Regions from separate parts of the Mus musculus genome. Here region 1 is linked to region 2. Evidence: chromatin contacts called from public promoter capture Hi-C data. All regions are on one chromosome and are shown on one strand. Each heading gives the region's core, a stretch centred on a gene start, on an enhancer-like site or on the middle of the called end of the contact. The rest is flanking DNA. Distances are from core to core; before and after follow the strand shown.

Evidence for each region. Promoter capture Hi-C pulls out the DNA fragments that hold promoters and counts their contacts.
Region 1: a contact with region 2 is called in a promoter capture Hi-C map of 3T3-L1-derived adipocytes, with 3 times the contacts expected there. The contact joins the enhancer-like site here to the promoter of Zfp277 in region 2. A contact is called at or near these places in 7 of 39 promoter capture datasets (the 3T3-L1 cell line, 3T3-L1-derived adipocytes, cranial neural crest and 2 more), 1 of 15 datasets of contacts at CTCF or cohesin (the NIH/3T3 cell line), 1 of 484 Hi-C or Micro-C datasets (the N1E-115 cell line) and 2 of 115 datasets of contacts at active chromatin or transcription factors (embryonic hindbrain and stem cell-derived neural progenitor cells).

The regions. Positions count from the first base shown.
Region 1 is chr12:40,734,282-40,737,618 of GRCm38.p6, forward strand. Dock4 (dedicator of cytokinesis 4) reads left to right here. Exons shown (of 53, transcript NM_172803.2): 23 at 3,087-3,279. Among named protein-coding and RNA genes, the nearest start is that of Immp2l, 290 kb to the right of the region's middle. Within about 2 kb of position 1,275, at least 4 of the 459 cell types and tissues checked have an H3K27ac peak or open chromatin away from gene starts, as enhancers often do. A contact at or near this core is called in 3T3-L1-derived adipocytes, where this site is marked.
Region 2 is chr12:40,444,393-40,447,571 of GRCm38.p6, forward strand. Zfp277 (zinc finger protein 277) reads right to left here and starts at 1,398. Exons shown (of 12, transcript NM_178845.3): 1 at 1,274-1,398. The coding sequence starts at 1,367. Dock4 (dedicator of cytokinesis 4) reads left to right here and starts at 1,661. Exons shown (of 53, transcript NM_172803.2): 1 at 1,661-2,002. The coding sequence starts at 1,966. Gm40406 (a long non-coding RNA gene) reads right to left here and starts at 1,267. Exons shown (of 2, transcript XR_872699.3): 1 at 1-1,267.

The sequences.
Region 1 (3,337 bases), core at 25-2,524, 290 kb after region 2:
CAGTGTCCCAGCACCAGAACTCACAGTCCTTTGGTTACAGCACTGTACTTTTCCTGACTGCTTACACAGCTAGTCTTGTTATTTATTCTCTTCCTTACAGATGTGGACTTATCTTCCACCCGGGCCATCATATAACAAGGTCTTTTTTTTTTTTTTTTGTACTTTCTTTTTCTTTTTTTTTTCCATTTTTTATTAGGTATTTAGCTCATTTACATTTCCAATGCTATACCAAAAGTCCCCCATAGCCACCCACCCCCACTCCCCTACCCACCCACTCCCCTTTTTTGGCCCTGGCGTTCCCCTGTACTGGGGCATATAAAGTTTGCGTGTCCAATGGGCCTCTCTTTCCAGTGATGGCCGCCTAGGCCATCTTTATAACAAGGTCTTTTAAATGTCATCTTATACTCTGTAGTTAGCAGTCCAATCCCGGCACCAGGGAACTTACCGGAGACCTCAAGGGCAAGCTTTCACCTTGCCAGAGCTGATTTGTAGCAGCTGATAATTTGAGGAGGATAATCCAGTATGCTTACCACAGAGGTCTCAGAGTTTACTACTTTGTGATTAAGGTTTCACCCTGAAACATCTCTACTAACTGTTGTTAATCACAGAGACCACATCTGCCTGCTTTGCACCTGAAAAATATCTTCCTATTCTTAAAAGTAATGTTAAATTATTGTTTATTACTTCTTGGGGATATAAGACATTTTTCTTCCTCTTCTAAAACTACAGAAATCTTTCTGTACCTTCACCGTATCTCCTGTGAGTCCTAGCATTCCCTAAGGTACCTCCCATTGCTATGATTCTGCAGGGGGTAGCAGCCCTGATGCTTCTCTACCATTCTGACTTTCATTAGTCTTGGTTTTTAGAGTATTACTCCACAGTTGAGCTTTAGAGGCAGCTTTGTTACTTCTTAAAGTATATAAAGTTCCTAAAAAAGCTAATAACCCTACTGATGGAATTCTTTATTCTGTATGCTGTTTATTTATGTGTGTGTGTGTGTTTCGTTTTAGTTTTATGCAAAGTCACAGTTAATGTAATATTATGAGATATTGGTTTTCTTTAATAAAAAAAGGGGGCATTACTTCCCAATATTTTGGTGGTAAGGTTAATGACACATTTCTTCCCATTCCAAGTTCACTGATGATCCTACACTACTCTTAAAGAAAGGAGGAGGGCAAAAGTTTGATTAATGAGAGAGGTTAGTTTTCTACTGCTGCTAACATATCTTAGCTTGATGGCCTTAAGCAGCTTTTGAGTTGCAGTTTTGTAGGTCAGGAGTCTACTCAGGCTTAGTTGAATTCTTTCCTAAGAGTTTCCCAGAGTCGAAATCAGAACTTGATTTCTTATCTGAAGCCTTTGAATAAGAACAGGACTGTTTTTTTTTCAGCCTATTGGTAGAAATTGTGGGATCAAGGGCCTCTCCTGCAAGCTGCCAATACAGGCTGGGGGCATGGGAGGTAATCTGTCTTCTCAAGGACACTCAGAATGTTTTTTTACATGTGGTTGCTTCAAATCCAGCAGCCATATGCTGTGTTCTGTCCATGCTCTCAATCTCTCTAAGACTCCTACAATGAAATAAACAAAACAAAACAAAAACCTAAAGGTTTATGGTTAGGCTAAGCCTACCTATATAGTCTCCATATTTAAGAGTCGCCTAAGTAGGTAGCATCCTTCGTTTTTTTCTGCAAAAGCTCTTTGGCAATGCAACATAACGTAATTGCAAAGCTACCAGGGACAAAGGTCATGATCAGTCATCTTAGAATTGCATCTCCATCACTGCAAAGAGAGGCCCATTGGACTTGCAAACTTTATATGCCCCAGTACAGGGGAAAGCCAGGGCCAAAAAGGGGGAGTGGGTGGGTAGGGGATTGGGGGGGTGGGTGGGTATGGGGGACCTTTGGGATAGCATTGAAAATGTAAACGAGGAAAATACCTAATAATAAAAAAAAAAAAAGAAAAAAAAAAAAAAGAATTGCATCTACTTTATCCAGAGCCAAGGATCATACTGGCCTACATTTTTAAATTATGTTAAAAGCAGAAACTGAGTTTGCTTGCTTGACACTGTGGGAGTCTTTCCCACGTGAGTTACAACCCAGCACAGATGCTGATTCCTGGAGACAAAGGGACCTTCTTAGTACTCTATCAAGTGGGCTAAGGGATTGCCACCCAATGGGTCTGTCTATCAGTGGGGCAAGGGATTGCTTCCCAGTGGGCCATCTCACCTTAGGCTTGGTAGGGAGATTCATTTATTCCTCTTAGCCAAAGCCCATCTTGGCAATGAGTCCTGAAGAGCCTTACCATGTCAGGCAGGACCGAGAACCAGCTTGGCTGTGTTGCCACTTCCCATTTCATGTACTGACTCCTGCCCCAGAATTTCCTGGAAAAGAAGACGAAGGGCAAAAAGGGTAAAGGCCCCAGCCCTTGCTGCAAGTTCCTTGTAATTATTTTTCTCCATTTGTCTCAGGGCATAGGAAGGTCAAAACCAAATTGTACTTTTATTTTTATTTTCAATTATAACCCTTAGCTTGTCCCAGGGCAGCTGGCTTCCTGCCCTCATCATAAAGTATTTCTTGCTTTATGCTTTTTAGTGGTCATATTATAAAGGTACCTTACATTTCAGGGACACCAAGATACATTTTTCAAGTAAAAAAGTATAATAAAGAATTCAGGAATATGTTAAAGGATACAGGAAGGAGATAATTTGACTTTTTGTAAGCAGAGAGATTCATTGATTTTTTTAAAATTTATTTTATTCCATTTATGTGACACAGTTCTTTGCCAAGTACACCAAAGTTTACATAGATACAGTCTTTAGCAGGGAATACCAAGTTCCTCATTTTAAGAATAGTCAAGCAAATGCATAGTGTTTTGAAAAAACAATCATGAAGCTTTCATTTAGAAAGAGAAAGAAATCACAATAAAATATATTTGAAAATATTAGGGGCTGTGGTTGTAGCCTTGTACCCTTGTGGTTGTCTAGCCTGCACAAAGGTTCTACCCTCAGGTCCGATAAAAAAACTTGTGCCATTTTACATCTTGTTTTCCACGGGATCAGTAATTTCTTTGTATCCCTTCTTTGTTTTAAGGCTGTGTTCTTGAGCTCCTTTCCAGCTGTGTACTCAGAACTGTTGAAGCTCTTTGATGTCCGGGAAGTGGCCAACTTGGTCCAGGACACCCTGGGCAGCCTACCTACCATCATGCATGTGGACGATTCTCTGCAGGCAATTAAGCTTCAGTGCATTGGCAAAACTGTCGAGAGCCAGCTCTATACCAACCCAGGTACGGTGGTGATGCCCCATGGTCAAATGCTATGTCTAGAAAGCCCTTCTTCATGCCT
Region 2 (3,179 bases), core at 148-2,647:
TTTAGAGGTATTTTCAAGTTTTCAAATAAATTAACCCGTGAGAAAAAGTTATCAGTGAGGAGAAGAAGCCGGGCAGTGGCGGCGCACGCCTTTAATCCTAGCATTTGGGAGGCAGAGGCAGGCGGGTTTCTGAGTTCGAGGCCAGCCTGGTTTAGAGTGAGTTTCAGGTCAGCCAGAGCTACACAGAGAAACTCTGTCTCTAAAAACCAAAACTAACCAACCAACCAACCAAAACCCCCACAAAAACAAAAACCATAAACAACGCCCCCCCCCCCCGCCAAATTATTAAAGCTTCCAACTTTATATCTTAAAATGTGGAATTTTGGTGATCTGGAAAAACATAAGTACGGGATATATGGCAAACCCATTGATAGGAATCTCACTCATGGAAAGTGGGAAGAAATTGCACTTTTATTTCCCTGCTACTGAGATAAAAAGCTGTGAAGGTTAAATGGAAAAAACATCAACAAGGACTGAGAACCCAAATTAACCCCCAAAATTAACACTTAAACAAAATGGGTGGGGAGTGGAGCGCGACCAAAAGAAAAGGTAGTCTATGATGAAAGTTTGACTTTTGGTCTCTACAGTGGAACTGAAGAAAGCAGCAAAGTCAGGTTGATACAAAGTAGCTGTGATGAATTTTAAAACCCTATTTTAAATATTCTGTGAGGGCTGGAGTGAATTTAATTCTCTTTTCTCTTTCTCTTAGAATGTAACATCTCCCAGGCTACAGGGCCAAATGATACCTGAGACACACACATCCTTTCCTTTTGAAGAGGACTACAACCTGCAACCAGCAAATAAGTATTAGAGAGCCGTGACGTGACTAGTCTCCAACTTGGAAACCGGTCCCAAACTACATAAAACACCTTCCCAGAGCCAAATTCAGCAAACCGGGGAGAGCGAGGGCTACAAGTCAGGAAATAGCGGCTAATCACAGCTTTACAGTCACACGTGTGCAACCCAGACCTGACCCACACCCACTTGGCGGCAAGTGCAAAGCACAGAATTCCAAACCGGAAGACAGCAAAGGAGCTTTCTCAGAGGCCGGGAAGGCAGCTCTTCACATTTTCTGCTCCCACCCCAAAACAGCTTCAGCCTGGCAACCTCCGTCTGCCCAACCCATATCTCTGGGTCCCGCCCGCGGCTTTTTCCCTGGCACCAAGGTGGTCTCCCAGCCGACCAGCTTCAAAGGTTTGAGCGGCTGCCAGCTGCACCTCGGGCACAGAAGAAGGAAGACAGATCACCCGCGCCTAAGGGACAGCACACTCACCTTCATGATCTGTGTGTCCGATTCCGCCGCGGACCCCGCGGACCCCAGCCTCCCGGGGGTCCACAGGAAGCCCCTGGACCTCACTAGCAGCCATTACCTGGCACAGTAGAAAGGGGCGGGCCGTAGGCGGGGCGGAGCGGTGATACACCAATAAAAACGCGCCTGGGGTCGCATGCCGCCTCACTGAGGGAGTTCCTACACGCCTATGCTGTGCCGTCACATTTTGGACCAATCGATTGTGGCGAGCCTAACTAGGTGCCCCGCCCCCAACCGCTGTAGTCCCGCCTCCTTCCGGAGCCGGGAGCGTAAGAACTACAACTTCCAGCATGCCGCGAGGCAGTGGGTAGGCAGCGCTGGACGGGCGCTGACGGGCGGGGGTGCGCCCGCGAGTGCCCCGGCGTGTTCGCTTAGTTCAGTGAATCAGAACAATGACTGCGCCGCCGGGTCCCCGGGAGCGCGTCGCAGGGCTGTGAGCAGCCGCGGCCGGCAGAGCGGCGGGCGGCTCCGCCTCGGCGGTGTAGTGTCAGTGCCGGCTCCGGAGCCCCGGGAGCAGACCCTGCCCAGCGCCGCAGCCCGCGCGATCCGCTGTGCTCCAGCGACACAGCTGCTCTTCGGGAGCGGTGCATTGTTGTGAGCCACTGGAGGGGCGCGGGGATTGCACAGCCCGGAGCCCCTCAACGCCCTTCATAGCCATGTGGATACCTACGGAGCACGAGAAATACGGCGTGGGTGAGTGCTCGCGGGCGAACTTTTACCACGCTCTGGTCCTTGCCCCCACGCAGCTCGCTCCGCTCCAGGCTGCAAATGCCAGGTCTTGGCATTGCACAGCGGGTCCCGGGCTTGGCCGCACCGGCCTCCGGCTGAGGGGCGAGCACTGGGGGGCTCGCTCCTCACCGTGCACTCGGCGCTCCTCGAACCCGATCCCAGAACGTCCGGACTGCCGCTCCGGTCTCTGCTGGCTGGCGGAGTTTGGAGCGGCCGCGGGGCGTGTTGCGTGTCAAGTTGGAAGGGGAAGCCAACAGGGTTTCTCTCCCTTCTACCCCTGCTGGCCCACAGCGGCAGAGAGCTGGCAGTGGGCTGCTAAGATTTCCCGGGGTGATGAGGGAGACCAGGAACCGGCTGCTAGAATACTCCCAAACAGTAGGGAGGCGCGAAGTCCCTGCGGCTGGGGTCGGCATTCCCAGAGTGCAGAGTGTAGCCCCTGTGACAGACGGAGTCGGGACGTAGCCTCCTTCCTCCCTCGCCTCCCGGGTGTTTGGGGTGTGTGTTGCGAGCAGGGGGGTTGGTAAATTTCAACATCTGTGCTCCTGCGCTCTTTGGTCCTTGGAGGGGAACCGAGATTTTGGCAGGGTTTTTACTTCTGGCCACCTTCTCTACCAGGGAATGAGCGCAGTGGGGGTCATAGAGGCCGGCTGGAAAGTGACGAGGGAGAGGAGGGTCAGAAAGCCTGGCTCTTAGAGGCTGGCAGGCAGCTTTAGGAGAGGACTACCCTGGCACTGATTTGAGAGAAAAAGGAACAGGATAGCATTCACTGTTCTGTGCAAAGGTGAACAACAAAGACCATTAATGTTGACTGATGAATACAGGAGGCTCCCTTCCCTTCCCTCCTCCCTTGTCGGTAGGATTACAGTTCCCGTTTTTGTTGTTTGATTTCAGCTGGGTACCCCCCTCCCCCTTTGACAGTCACTCCTTTTAGGGTTGAGACTATTAAGAAGCCAGGCTCACTGACAAGCCCGAATTGGCCAAATGCAATTATAACCTCCCAGAAGGTCTAACAGAAAGAAAGCATTATAGATTTTACTGACAATCTTCATTTCCTATAATGCCCCGTTCTGCCGATTGGCGTTCTTGTTTTTATTGTGGACGGACCTAGTAATTTATATGATACAGAGACGTATTTATGCTC